Linked DNA regions of Anas platyrhynchos: region 2 is linked to region 1. The links are chromatin contacts, called in public Hi-C maps. All regions are on one chromosome and are shown on one strand. The core of a region is the stretch at or near the end of the contact, and the rest is flanking DNA. Distances in the headings are between cores, read along the strand shown. Region 1 overlaps BDH1 (3-hydroxybutyrate dehydrogenase 1). Region 2 overlaps DLG1 (discs large MAGUK scaffold protein 1).

Region 1 (7,644 bases), core at 1,434-3,933:
GCTCCTGGGATGCACAGCACAACAAAAGCATCCTCAGGCAAGAGAAGGGCTGACTGCTTCGCAGGGAGCTGTCCTGGTGTTCAGGGTAGGCTGAGAAAAACTGGAGGGTGTTCCCTGAAGCAGGGACTTCACTCATCACTGTTTTACACATTGCTTTGTTACACGTATTTGTTCTTCTACAATGAAATGTCATAAAAGGGGCAAGAACCCTTTTGTCACCAGCTGACGGGGAGAAACAATAGCTCTGCTCACTCTGTCACCACCCTGCAGAGGCTGAATCACCCTCACAAGGCAAATCATCCTCTTGCCTGTTGCTCAGCTCCTTCATCCCCGTGAATCATTGTGGAACAGGGACGGGAGGGAAAGGCGGATGCCACAGCGTCCCCCGTACCCAAACTGAACCAAACGCTGAGCTGCGGCTGGGATCGCCTGGGGGCAGGGGCAGCGAGGGAGCGGTGGGGCTGGGGGTGATGCATGGCATGGGGATGGGTCTCAAACCTGTCTCAGGGGCTGGACCTCCCCTTTGTGAACTCACCAGCCCTGAGATGGTGATACCCTGAGACACCACGGCCAGCCTCACATGTTGTCCCTGGGCACCTCCACGTGGTGCTGAGCAGCTGAAGAGCCGGGGGCGGTGGCACACCCAGCACCCTCTGTGTTGTAAAACAGGGCTGCTGGTTTCTGGTTAAAGGCACTCTAAACAGCCTAGTGGGGGAAAACATGTCTCAGGAAGAATGGTACTGTGTCTGCCAAGCAGGGCTGCTCTCACTGCAGCAGCGAGGCCTCTCTCCTTACTTGTCCATAGTGAAATGTGACATCAGGCCAGTGGCACGGAAACACTGCATGACCGTGTTCAGACACAAAACGTATCTGATGGGAGGGAAAAGACCGGTCTGAAGGTAGCGAAGTTTCAGGATACAGCATCCAGACTTTTGGAGCATGCCAGAGGGCAGCTCCTCCTTCCCTGCTGCCAAAGTTCTGCTTTGCCGTTAGCAGGGGAGCCCCGAGATCAGGATGCTGCAAGGGCCATGTGGGCACCCGCTGGCCTCGGGGCTGAGCAGGAGGACAACAGGGCATGGGGAGCAGGGCATGGCGCAGCCCTCAGCCGAGCCATGTCAAGGGGCAGCAGCACCTCTGCTCCCTACCTGCCCTGAGGGCGCTCTGCCAGCAAAACCCTAAAGAAAAGCCCATGGGCACTTCTCTGCTCGCTGGGCTCTGGCAGAAGGCAGTGCTGCTGTGCTGTAAATTGATTGCTGCTGCAAGGAGAAGGTCAGAGCATCAGCCCGTCGCTAGCAGAAAAGTTCAAGCAATTAAGCTTTAAGTCACAGTGGAGGTATTGGCTGTGATTAGAAATGTCAGACAAATATTTCATGGCAATAAATAACAAATGAACACAGATTTTTAACAGGCTTTTCAAGCTTGGTGGAAAAGCAGGTCTTTTATTCAAGTTTTTTTTTTTTTTTTCTTACAAACCTCCCCGCCGCATGGACAGTCAGTAAATCCTAGTGTACAAGCCTTTGTTGGGAAGGAGACTCGCTTCATTTTGTGGCTCCTCTGTGTATGACATCCCCTTAGTTGTGGCTGTTACGCTCAGAAACCACCCGATTTCCATACACGCCATGTAACACGAGGCACAGGAGCTTCAGTGTCAGGCCTGCCACCAGGCACGGCTGGTGCTGCAAGGGAAGGCTCAACAGCAAAGCCTGTGCTGGGTGAGCAAGGATTCCTATGACAGGGTGGCAAACATCACTGGAAAAGCCCAAAGCATGACCCAGCTACAAGGGCCAGCTGCTGTGAGCTGCGGGGCAGCCCTGTGCCCTCTCACAGCATTTTCCCAGGGGAGGGGAGAAGTCTCCCCAGCAGTCCCAGTAACACTGCAATGCTCATACAGGGAACAGCGCATCCCCCAGTCCACCTGCCCCGTTCCCTGTGAGGTCAGTGGCACTCACACCTGCTGGTGAATTGTGGAGCCCAGGAGAAATGTTCCCTCTCTGTAATTGTCTTCTCATTGTGCGGTGATGCCTGCTTACAAAGCTGACAGCCTTATCATCCAGGCGGTTTGCAGGGTCAGGACTAGAAAATGGGTATTTGCGGTCCTCCTGACCCTGAGCAGACTCATACCTTTCTGGATAGCCAATTTTACCCTGATAAATAACGGGCTTGCTCAGAGATGTTATGAAAAGGCTCCGTAAGCAAGCAGGAAAGGGAAGGCCGCTGCTGTACCGCAGGGCGGTGCCATCACAGGGCGGTGCTGGGCTGCGGGCTGGGGAGGTCAGCTGCACCCCCAGGTGCTTCCTATCGGGATGTGTTCCCCTAGCTGCTCACTGTCAGCTTTTCCAAGGTTTTTTTTCACACCAACAAATAACAAAATAACGTACACAACAGACGGCTCCCACTGTTTCCACACCTCTGGAAGCTGGAGGGGCTTTGTCAGACAGCGGAGGCTGGGGACGGCCATGGAGGAGGCAAGGCCGTGGTGAAGGCGGCGTTGGTCTGAGCTCGGCACAGCCCAGGGCCTGGGACATTCCTGGGCACCAACGAGGAGGCAGAGGTGTGTAACCAGCCTTCCTCCAGCCACCTCATGGCCTCTTTTCCCCAAAGAGGAGAAAAGACTTCAAAATAACGCTCGGGACTCCTGCCTGCTCCCTCATTTTGGGGCTCCCGAGCCTGCTCGGCACACATCCCGACTTCTCTGTGCCAGACGTGCTCCCTTGGCGAGGCAAGCTGACATTACCGGCTAACCACCCCAGCCCAGGGGCTGGAGCTCTAAGGAAAGCAAAGCCACCGAGCCTCCTGTGACTCACACTGAAATCACAAGCCGTCTGCATTTCCAGCCGGGCCTGTAATCAGCCGGGGCAGGGCCGATGGCTTTCAGGCAGGAGGGTGGAAGGAGCGGGCAGGCAGTGGGGTCACAGCCCCCTGGGGTGCAGGAAGCATCTTGAGGCAGCAACGCCTGCGTTCTGCCCTGCCTGCTCGGGGGCTGCTGCTGTAGACATGTCAGCAGGTTTTGCCACCGACAGCACACACAGCAGCCCCAAAATTTGGTAATTTAAGGAATGTGGTGTTTTAGAAATTCTGCTGTGGGAGCGCGGTGCACACTGGTGTGGTTACAGCTCAAGGCACACTCAGCACCGCTCACCCGGCACGTGGGCACGAGCTGGCTGAAAATCTGCTCTTGCCTGTTTGCTGCCTTCCCTTACAGAAATCCACCACGACGGCTGCAATCACTTCAGGAATGCTGCTATCCACACAAAACCTCCCGGCTGCCCGCTGCTGCAGCACTGCAAGAGCTCCTGTGAACTCTCCCACTGCATTTCAGATCAAAGCCGGCCAGCTTGAGGCACTGCTGGGAGTGGGTTTTAAAGTGTTGCAGCTGAGTCCTAAAAAAAAACCTCATCTGCTTTCATCCTCTCTGCAGCTTAACAGACATTTACAGGCCCCTGGGTAGTTTCTTGTGGATTTCTTTTCTCCCTGCTGTTTCAAACGGGGGTGAATCCTATTGAAAAGCACATTTCAAAGATCTCAGCCATCTCCTCCATCCCGTCTGCGTGGGCTGGGAGCAGTGGCTGGAGCTGTGCTCTCCGGGAGCACGGTGCGGGTGTGAGCTCAGCCTGCAGCCCCAGCTCCAGGCCCGGTCACACATCCTGCCTGTCGGAGGGCTGGCTACCAGCCGGGCTGGGGATGTGCACACATTTTTTCCATTTCTGGGAACAAGTTAGTGTGCCTGGATCATTTCTAAAGAAAGGTGACAGCAGTCAGAAAATGAATTCCTGCAGGGCACCAGCATCTCCCTGAAACGGGACAGAAACCACCCAGCATCATTGCTTGATGGCCACAGCAACCTGGGCCACAAAGAGCCTTTTGGGGTGGCCAGGACCAGCCCCACAGTGCTGGGTGCCAAAACACACTTGGGACTGTGTGGAAGGGGTGAGGGGCAGCTGGTCCGGGCTCCTGCAGCCCCTGGGCACCCCGGCCACATCTCTGTGTGCCCGTGTCACCCCACGGCACCCTCTGGATCCCCTGGGCAGCAGCCCGGCCTGCACAGAGCCAGGTGCCTCAGGCCCAAACTGCTGCCATGCCAAGGGAGGCCTGGGGGCTGCTGGTGGCTCCCTGGGGCATTTCCCTGTCAGCAGAGCGAAGCACAGGCTGGAGAAGGAGAGGAGTACCCACTGGGCAGGGACGGGTGGCCCCAGGATGGGCTGCAATGGAGTTCTGGGCTGCTGGGGATCCCAGGCAGGGCCAGGCCGTCAGCGAGTGAGATATTTCACAGTTTCTAAACCCACTGCAGACCCAGAGGTGACACAAGAGTGGTGTTCACCCATCAGCTTCTGTTGAACCAGCCTTTGTCATTTCTCCTGGCCTCTCAGACCAGCTGTGCTTTTGGTTTCGTGACACGAATACCCCAGCTTATATCCCGATAAGGTTTGACACAATACCTCTAAGGTTGTGCAATACGAGGAGCAGGAATAGTCTGTGGCCCTTGGTGCAACAGAAACCTGCTGCTTGCTGTGCTGGCGATGCACAGACCTGGCGGGCTGGTTCAGGTGTGCTTGCTGGCAGCATTCAGACTCCTAAGGCCTGAAAAACTGGCTGCGAGTCTCTGTGGCAACATGTTATCTCACAAGATTTACGGTCCACCCTGCTCCGGGTAAAGTCAGAAATACCTCTCCGCTGATCTCTCCTGATATTACCACATTTTCACACCGCTGCTCTGACAGTCACAGCCCAGGGAGAAATAATGACGGAGCGTTTACACTTCCACCCCAGGCTCCAGCAAGGAGAGTTCTGGGGCTTTGGTATTTGGGAAGGGTGAGGGCAGGGTCCTGTTAGTTCCCAACCTGCAGTTCTGGCTGGAAAATAAGATATGTTTGTGCTCAAGGATGAGTACCTGGGCTGACGCAGAGAGGAGAAATTACAGCTTGCTTTCTTCTGTGTCCTCTTCTCCCTTGGTGAAGGCACGATGTAAAGCCCTGCCTGGGCCATGGCTCCTCGGTTGTGGTTTCTCAGCACCAGCATCTGAGCACAGCTGGTCTGCGAGTGAGATGGCCTGCTTGCCCCTGGCTGTGAAACAGGACCACCGCCACCTCGGGAGAGCACCATTTCTCCACAATTCATGCAGTGGGTGATGACGGTTCTGCCAAGCTTTTCTGCCAAAGCTTTCCCACATCACACAAATAATTACAACCCTGTGCTAGAGGAGGAAGGAGAATGGCTCGATAAACCTGCAGCAAAGGCAGCGGTGTGGCAAATACGGGTCCAATCTCTCTTCCAGGTAATTATTTATACACAGTGGCAGAGCCCCACATGGACACAGAGACTCATACGTAACTGTCTGTCCTGAAGTGCTGGGGCCCTTTTAAAGTGAAACACAGAGCTGATAGACAACTATCGCTGCCTGTCCCTCACCTGTTGCAGAGGAGCTGCAGAACGCACTGTGCCACCGCACGTCCTCTCGGCGTGGTTATGGGTAAAAGTCCCAAGCTGGGACCCCCGGCTTTGCCATCACCTCCTCCACCACCTGAGCAAATTCAGGCAGTTCGCAGCACCCTTTTCACCCCACACCCTGTGATGCCCAGGTGACGGGTGGTGACAAGCCCAGGCTGGCACAGCCTGGCATCCTTGGGGCTGCTGCCTTGCTCCTGGCCCTGGCATCTCCCCCTTCTTGCATGGCAAGGCAGAGCTCCTCCAGTGCGAGCTGCTGCTGCCACCCACGGCTGCTGGGCTGCCTTGCAGCGTTGTGCAAGAGCTGGCACAAAGGCAGGCTCCCCTTGCTGCTTTGGCAATACCAGGCTGGCGCCTCATCTCTGGCGGGGAAGTGCCTGTTTTAGTCTGCAGCACCACAAGGCTGCAGGGCAAGCCCTGCGCTGCTGCTGGGGAAGGGGAAGCGGCGCTGTGCTCCCCAGTGGCACTTCCCTGTGGAGCTGTTGTCAGGTCTTCTGGGGGTTGTGCACGTCGTTCCCTGCTTGTTTGCTGGGACCAGGCTGGAAGCCACTCTCATTTCAGAGCCACAGTCCCCAAAGTGCCAGCAGCTGTGCATAGGCTTGGGAGCAAGGTCCCTTTGCTTCAGTCAGACCTCAGTACAGACAGGGATTTGACTTCATAGCTCAGCAACTGAGCCGTTCGTGTATTTAATTCAGTACCTATTTAATTCTTAAATTTAATTCACTTGGGGCAGGCATTCTGTGCTCAGCCCTTTCCACTTTCCTGGGCCCAGAGCAGCCCTGGTCTGAACTGCCAGCCCAGGACCACGAGCCTCAGACCAGCACACGGAGCTGGCACATCTGCCTGCAAGGGGAGCCAGGGTCAGATCTCTGCGGGGCTGCTGAGCTGAGGTGCAGGCTTAGGACCTGCTCTCCCGTAGCTTCCCTGGCTATAAAATAATATTGTTTAACCAGGAAGTCCCTGCACTCATGTGGCAACGAGGTGGGTCTCAAGTGCAACACTCGCCCCCGTCAACACTAGAAACAGAAAGCTATGAAGTGGGCAGAGCTTCAACATTTCCTCGCTAAGGTTTAGAACAAGATGTAACAGCTGTAGTTAAAATTACCCCATCTCTGCTGCCTCCCACCACACCAGAGAAGATATTTTTAGGTTAAGAGAGTCTTACCACAGAAAGCACTGGTGACAATTTGCTCATCTCCCGGGGAGCTGAGGCAGATAGAGCTCAACCACGCTACTGCATGGAGAACATTAATACAAGCCGGCCAGTGGCTTTCTGATGGCCTTGGTTCAATCATTTAGGCACTGAACCACTCGTTTCCCATTGGATTTGATATGTAGAGAGGTGGCGGCAGACCTCCTATGTCTCTACCAAAGAGGAAGAGAAGGGATGTGTTCCCCAGCAGCAATGTGGTCTCAATCCAGCGTGCTCTGAAGGTCCCTCTCCTACCTTCAGTGAAAGTGGCCCAACGCCTCTTCCTCTAGCACTGGTATGATGGAGCTGCCAAGCACAAAGGCAACTCCAGGTTGCCCAAGGGTTGCTGCGTGGTGAGATGTTGTGTCAGTGCCTCTGCTTGGCAAGAAATATGTGGGAAGAGAGAGAGCAGAGCTCAGAGAGGCACCTCCAGCTGGCAAGTCTCTCCCAGAGTTTTATTTTGTCAGTGACCTGCTATATGCCTGCCCTGCTGAATCACTGACATCCCCTCTACTCTTTGTAGCTCAGTCTCTTCCCACTCCATGGGAGTGATCCATAACAGTCCTCAGTTACCTGTGTGAATCTGGTACAGATGCAGGCTTAAGAGCTGTGATCACAGAGTCCAGGGGTTTGGCATACTTGTCGCGAGAGGCAGGAGGATACATCCAGTGCTCATACTAAAGTCTTGCACTAATGTGGATGTATAAAACTCTAGGCTGCAAATACGCCTCTGAGTTAAGTGTGTATGTATAAAAACAAGCACGAACTTCATCAAATTATAAAAAAAAAAAAAGTATATGAGCTTTTCACCATATATGTTAAAAAAAACAGAGAGGGAGCCTCTGAATTTTACCATTCATGTATACATTTATTAAGCCAAAGGAGTTTGATCATGTCATGGTATGTTACTATAGCACATGAGATCCCTTCTCTTCAACTTTGCTAGCAATGGTTATTTTAATTAATTTTATTTTTTTTTTTCCTTCTGAGCTTAAACAAATTAACTCTTT
Region 2 (6,919 bases), core at 3,748-6,247, 65 kb before region 1:
AATACTAACAAAGGGTTGAGGTTTTTTTTTTTTTCCTCCACTGCAGACAGTGAGAAGGCTGTTCCCAGAGACAAACAGATCAGTCCCACTGCCGAAAAACCATAAAAGCAGATCATGTCCTAATTATAAAATAGTTTACCAAGAGCAGGAGAGAATCTAGGCACCAAGAGGATTCTATCAATGCTCATTTATCTGTCATATTGGGCCCTGCCTAAACTACTTACAGTTTGCACTGTTTCAGCCTTCTGTCCCCCATCAACACCATAACCCTCTTGGCACAGCTACTATTCCACCAGTTGCTTCCCAGTACCCGTGCAGGGTCCGCTCTATCCTTGCTGCAGAACTTGGCACATCTTGTTGAGCTGCTTGAACCTCCTCCTAGCCCGGTCCCCCAGGTCAGAGGTCTCTGTGCTAAGGTCCTGCAGTTTCCCGTTTGCCACTTGAACTAGAGGAGCATCATCTGTCAGCTGGCTTGGGGTGTGCTGTGTCATCCTTCCAGTAACTTGTGGTTTGAGTTGTATCTGCAGTTTATGAACAAAACTTTCAAAAATACTGACCCTAGACTAAGGCCTGCTCATCAACCCTGCGTATTCAACATGTTTCTAAACCACCATACTTCAGCGAGAACCTAGGGCATCACACACACGCCCTTATAAAACACCAGAAGCTATTGGAACACCAACTGCACATCTCTTCAAAATTCAGTTCTCCTTCGGCTGTTTCAGCAAAACACAGTACCTTCCTACAGAAAATAGTGCCCTACTTTAGCTATGACATTACTGACAGAGTTAGGACTGAAATACCTGAGTGGATGTGACAGCATGTGAAAATACCATACCGAATGTAGGTCTTCCTCCCTTCCCTTTAGAACACCTAGAAAATACTATTTTAACTAAGAATTTTTAAAACCAAGTGGAGGAAAGCTATTAGCTCATGAGTTCCAATATTCAAAAAAGAAACTTAGGAAAGCAGACAGTATTATTTCTCTGAATAGTTGAAGAATTCACAGATCTTGAATATTGCACCCACTTCTGATCTCATCTGAGAAGAGCAGCGACAAAAATCAAAAAAGTACAGTGAATAACAGCTAGGATAAAGATCCCCAGAGGCTTTCATCTATGAAGATTATAAAGTGAGGAGCCTCATCTGTCTCAAGTAAACAGCTGAGCATGGGAACTTGATACAAGATCTTTAAAAACATGAATGGTGGAGAAAAGGCAAATACAAAGCAATTATTCACTATTTAAGACCACACAGGCATCAGTAGACAAAGAAATAATTGAGTAGATATTTTAAAAACACTAGCAAAAGAAACTGCTGCAGAACTTACTGCCAAGGACATGAAGTGTTCAAAAAGGAACTACAGAACAGCAAACCAAAGGTAGACTAAGGTCTAATAAAAACGTACAGCGATAATCACTAGCTCAGGAAGTCTTTAAGATGCTGCCTTCTGAAGTGCATCAGCAACTGAAGTGGACACTTAGCCTTTCCTCATGATTTTTTCCTTAAGACAAACTGCTAGTCATATTCAGAAGCAGAGTCCTAAGCTACACGAAGTCTGGGGTCTCATCCTCTATTTTTTCCCCATACATTACACTCTCCTCAGCTTCTGTGAGCCACCTGCTCAGAGGAAACAAAGAATTCTGCTCTACTCTTTTTGATAAAGGAGTTGCTTTTTTAGTCATTAATCAAAGGTTGCACATACCTGAAGGTGATGTCAGACAGTCCATGAAGAATTACGTCCCTCATTAAACTAGCAAAAAGATGTTTTCATAGGATTTCAGGCACTTTAAACTACTTTGGAAGTAAAAGAGCGCTTACTTGCTCTCTCTCCCTACAGTGTCACAATCTGATCAATCCACAGAACAGTCAGCTCACAACAAAGCAAACTTCGCTATCACTCACTTCAGTTTTTACGACACTTCCACCACTCAAAAGAGACTAAGACAATGAAGGAATTCAAGGACACTCCTTATCTCAGGTAAGAGATTTAAAACCAAACAAAACTAAAAAACACCAACCCCTCCTCTCATCCCAAATCTTACAAGACTGGTTTTGAACGTGGAAAATTCATGTCTACAGTCCTATTGTTTCCTTTTCAAACTGTATTTCCAAATCTAGTCAAAGTGTTCCAAATCTAGTCCCTTCTACACTGCAAGGTAAACCTCACAAAGGAGAAAGGGCACATAACTTGGAATACAGAATCACAGAATATCCTGAGCTGGAAGGGACTCAACAGGAGTCTTCAAGTCCAACTCTTGACTTCAGCTAAGAATGAGAGAATTGTTCAAGAGCACTGTCCAAATGCTTCTTGAACACTGACAGACTTGAGGCCATGACTCTTCCCTGGTGGGAAATAAAATTAAAAAAAAAAAGCCAAAGTATCAAAAAGATTTTCCAGATTCATGACTGGCAAACCAAAAACTTAATTCTAGCTCTGTCCCCTCTCATCTAATACTGCAGTTCTGTGCTTTTCCCTACCTTTCAAAAAGTGTCTCCTCAGATACTTCAAATCTTGGAGGGCAGAGAAAGCCATGCCAAGTTTTCTAAAATGTAGATACCCAGATTTTCCTGCTTGCTCTCGAGAAAAACTCCTCACTAACAGTAGAGGGCAGCATTTCTCCATTTCCACTGGAAACGATTTCTCTGCTTGCCTAACAGTAGTGTTTAAGAATGTAAAACACACAACAGCCTACAGTAAACTATTTATTTTTCCAGAGTCTTCGTTTTACAACAATGCATTTCACATCCTATTCTATCCAAACATCAGAATTAAAGCAAATGTAAAAAAAAAAGAGTAAAAATTTGATTTAGCCAGAAAGTTTTTCATTTCATTCATTATATTCACGATCTGCTGACAAATGTGTCTCCAAATACTGTTTATAAATAGTAGTACACTGATGATGAAAAAAAACACAACACCGCTTAATTCTGATTTTATTCTCTGAATGAATATATGAAGGAACACTAGTTAGTGGGAGAAAAAGCAAGGGCTTCTAAGATCACTAGTGACCTCTAAGGAAATGGAAATAATCCGACTTTGCAATTAACCTTCCTGTTTAACAGGATAATCAGTTACATATTTCTCCAATCCTTGTGTCATGAAAGCTATGTTAGAAGAAGCTACAGCAAATAGCACTTATTATTTCAGATAATCCTTAATTTGGGGTCCAAAACCCAATCTGATGATTTTCCCTCAAAATTATAGGAATTGAGACAATCGTTTCCTGCAGCATCTATCCATTAACCTAAATTCCTAACAAACAACTTAATGGGATCTTTACAATCATCCAGCTCCATCACAACAAGCTTGTGTTATCTACATTATAGTTATAAAAGGCTTTTACTGAGCTAATTACTTTAGCAACAGGGAACCTTTTGATTTGTGCCTTTAATTTGTTTTGGCTTAACTCTTATTGTTCCTGTACTAATATTTGGTTTGAAAAGCTATTGCTATCTTTCTATTTTGGAAGCATTCCCCTTCTAGTTAAGACAAGCTCTTCCACTTTTTCTCCCCCCTCCCCCCCCCCCTTTTTTTTTTTTAAGAGCACTTCCCTCACCATGCGAGCAGTACTTCTAGCTGTGTGCGTACACATTGCAGTGGCAATTACGTAACACTGTATAAAACAGTACTTTCGAATCTCCTCAAGTTGCCCAGATGGTCTCCAAGAAATATTTCTCAACCAATGAAAAACAGGACGAGAGTTGTAAGAACCATGCTACTTCTAGCCCAACCTCAAACTTCCTTCCATTCCCTTGCATTTCAATTGCTTGCATAACACTAGCTGGGTACATTGGATACATTAAACAGCAGACAACTTATTAGGAAGTAAGGAAACGGAGAAATCGATGCATATTTCACCAGACAAGACATGGTGATTATCTCCAGGAAGTTTCCTACAAAGAGCTTTTAAGATGCATTGATTATGAATGGGTCACTAAGCTCGCCGCTCCTCCTCAGCGTAACAGGCATCGTCATTGCCTAGAGTCCCGCTGCAACAAAAAGCAGTGGGGAGCTCAAGTATTCACTAGCTGTCTTCATATACGGCAGGAAAATTAAAGCAGTAAGCAAAAAAGCTTCATGCAATAAGGTAGTTCTAGTTTCATCTTCTTGAACAAGTTATATTATTATCAGTCCTAAGGACAGAGAGCAGTGGCAAGGTGCTGTGTGTACAGGGTTGGTTGTTTTGTGGTGGTGATTGGTTGGATTTTTTTCTTGAGGAAAAGTATAGCTTGTTAAAACACTATTTTTTTCTGAACCATGCTAACACAGTCAAAAGAGATTTTCTGCATCAGTTATGTGATAGTTGTATTTTGTCACATTTTTACAAATCGATTAAAAAAGTGAAGAATAAAAGAGGTCTCTTTTGGGTAAAAGCTTTACAAGGAGATTCAGGAACACACTACAAGTCAAACACGTGTATTTTCCAAGAGACAATCACCGTACAAAAAGTAAAAAGTCATCTATTAATTATAAAAAAAAATGGACTAAGTTCACCATTACGACATTCCAGGGAGCTCAGAGTTAAAACAAAGATTAAGGAAACCATGCACAAGTGCAGTAGGGCGAGAAGCGTGCCTGTTCAGTTCTAGATTAACCGCCGCCACATTTGGCCAAAGCCATCAGCTGGGAGAGCCCCAGGCAGAGTTGTCTCTGTAGGCTGTTCAAGAGTCTGCTCTCGAGCTGCCCCACTTGCACATCCCCACTGTACACAGCAGGCAAGCAAAGCACTCCCCAGGGGTGTTGACTTAACCAGGTAATGAAGACACCGCAACTACAGGTGGGGAAACACCACTAGCACGCTGTTTTTCACGATATGAAAGAATGTGTCACATAGATGAGGGAAAATTCACTGCAGCAGAATGCCCCACTTCAACTGCACGCTTCAGAGAAACCGAAACCACAACTGGCACAATCAGCTTTGGGGAAACAAGGAAGGAGAAAAACCATCCTCAGCATTTATTACAAGTCATGTGGGCACATGTTCACCCACTGCTAGAGCACACACACACGGAGGAGATAAGAAAGGCACTCTTGCAGCCACCATGGGCCGGTCACTAGAATGCCCCGAGCACTGTTCGCTCCATCAGGCATGCAGATGAGTTCAGAGAATGCCGCTAACTTCGGCCCACACTGACCTTTAGGACAGTAGCCCTTGGTTACACTTAACCAAGTACCAGAACTTCATTAAAGTATTTCTTCCCACACCTCCCAACCCAGGATGCTGCAGCACACCGTCCTCAAAGAGCCAGCTCCAAAAAAGTCACATTACCACTTCTGAAAGTATGAGTAATATCCACTGACAATATAGCAGGCTATGATTAAGCATCAAATCAAGAAAACAGTGAAAAGAAAAGCAAGCCTTATGTTTGAAAAGCCCCAGTGCAACTTAATGCATTCGCAAAATAAAAGCTTTCATGCGCTGTGCCAGCTAGTAAGACAGAACTGACTAGTGGCATATGAGACAAATCAGCCAGCAAGTTCAGCCATCCTCAAATCTCACTTCAAGTAAGACAGGAAACACTGTTGGGTTTTGGGTTGGGGTGTGCTTTTTGTGGGTTTATTTTTTGGTACGAAGAAACCTAAATACCCTTGCCTGCTGACGGAATCGTGCTAGAGACCATATGTCCAACTACGAACAACCCTACGTTTATTCACCCACTGTTTTCTCCCACTGTTTTCATTACAACAGGAAACTATGCCAGAGCTGCTCACTCTGAGGGTCCGGCTTCAGGAGCAGCAGGCAAGGAGACCAAACATTTTAATTCCCCTGATTCCCCACTGCTCTCCTCTCCTCCTTCCCAGAGCATTGAGCTGTTAAAGCCTTATCATTTTACCTGCCTTTCCAGAGGCAGCAGACAATGTAACTGCTCAGAACAATCCAATTCTCCTTTCCAGCAGCTACCTTTTAACAGCTCTAGTGTTCATTTGATTTTTCCATGAGCTGCTTTAACTCACCAGCCAGCAGAAAAGCATTCCTGCTAAGTGAGCATTACAGAAAAGGGGGTGGAAGCACTCTCAGTTGCAGCAACCTGACACATCGGTTCACTGTCACACCTGAAGCTACAGATTGAATTCTTCTCCCTTAATATAAACAAGGACCACAGAGCAAAACTGATTAGGACTGAATGCTTCATGCTGTTACTCCCATTAATCCTACCTGAAAAATTACTCAAGCTGAGATCACCAGTTCCTCCAAAATAATTCACAGTTCCAGAAGGGCAACTGGAGTTCAGAAAATGCTTTGAAGGGGTCTTTTGTATAGGATTGGTTTCAAAAGGTTATTCCCCCCCCCCCCTTTTTTTTTTTTTTACTGCTGCATTCAGCATCTCCTCCAACCTAAATATAATCCACACCATGTTCTCAGAGTCATGGAGAGCTGGAAATACTCCTAGCCCATATGTTCTCAGAGCTCGAAATGCTGTTATTTTAAAGCCATTTGTTGCTCTTCAATCAATTGCTAACCAAACACGCACAGAACTGATGCAATAACCAGATAATTCATTTGCCACTTATTTGTAGTATAAACTAGCAGCTCTTCCTTTTAAAAGGCGAGGGGAAATAAATACAAGCTTGAGGACAAACGTTCAAGAGCTTCAGGTAACGCTCATCAGCTTCACATGAACACAAGCATTGGTCCAATTATCCTATTTTTTCAAGGACTCACACTTGCACAAATACAACCATCATTGACATGAAAGCTACACAGTCGTTGTCAAACCCAAAGTTACTGGAAAAGATGTAGTTTCTAAATACTTAGAGTCATTTAGAAAGAACATGCAAATGCATGTAAACAAAGGTTCTCTCTCAGGATACCCTGTATATGAAGCACATGGCACAGATTGATACCTGTGTGCATTTTGGTGAGATAGACAGGTCTGTATAAAAGAGCCATTCAAGTTGAGCAAATACAGGATA

Evidence for each region. A called contact is a pair of places that touch in the nucleus more often than the background predicts.
Region 2: a contact with region 1 is called in a Hi-C map of skeletal muscle, with 2.3 times the contacts expected there. The contact joins two enhancer-like sites. A contact is called at or near these places in 3 of 8 Hi-C or Micro-C datasets (liver, skeletal muscle and subcutaneous adipose tissue).

The regions. Positions count from the first base shown.
Region 1 is chr9:12,931,515-12,939,158 of IASCAAS_PekinDuck_T2T, reverse strand. BDH1 (3-hydroxybutyrate dehydrogenase 1) reads right to left here. Exons shown (of 7, transcript XM_038183568.2): 7 at 7,482-7,644. Among named protein-coding and RNA genes, the nearest start is that of BDH1, 18 kb to the right of the region's middle. Within about 2 kb of position 2,683, at least 3 of the 8 cell types and tissues checked have an H3K27ac peak or open chromatin away from gene starts, as enhancers often do.
Region 2 is chr9:12,999,794-13,006,712 of IASCAAS_PekinDuck_T2T, reverse strand. The region is part of intron 3 of DLG1 (discs large MAGUK scaffold protein 1); the gene reads right to left. Among named protein-coding and RNA genes, the nearest start is that of DLG1, 36 kb to the right of the region's middle. Within about 2 kb of position 4,997, at least 1 of the 8 cell types and tissues checked has an H3K27ac peak or open chromatin away from gene starts, as enhancers often do.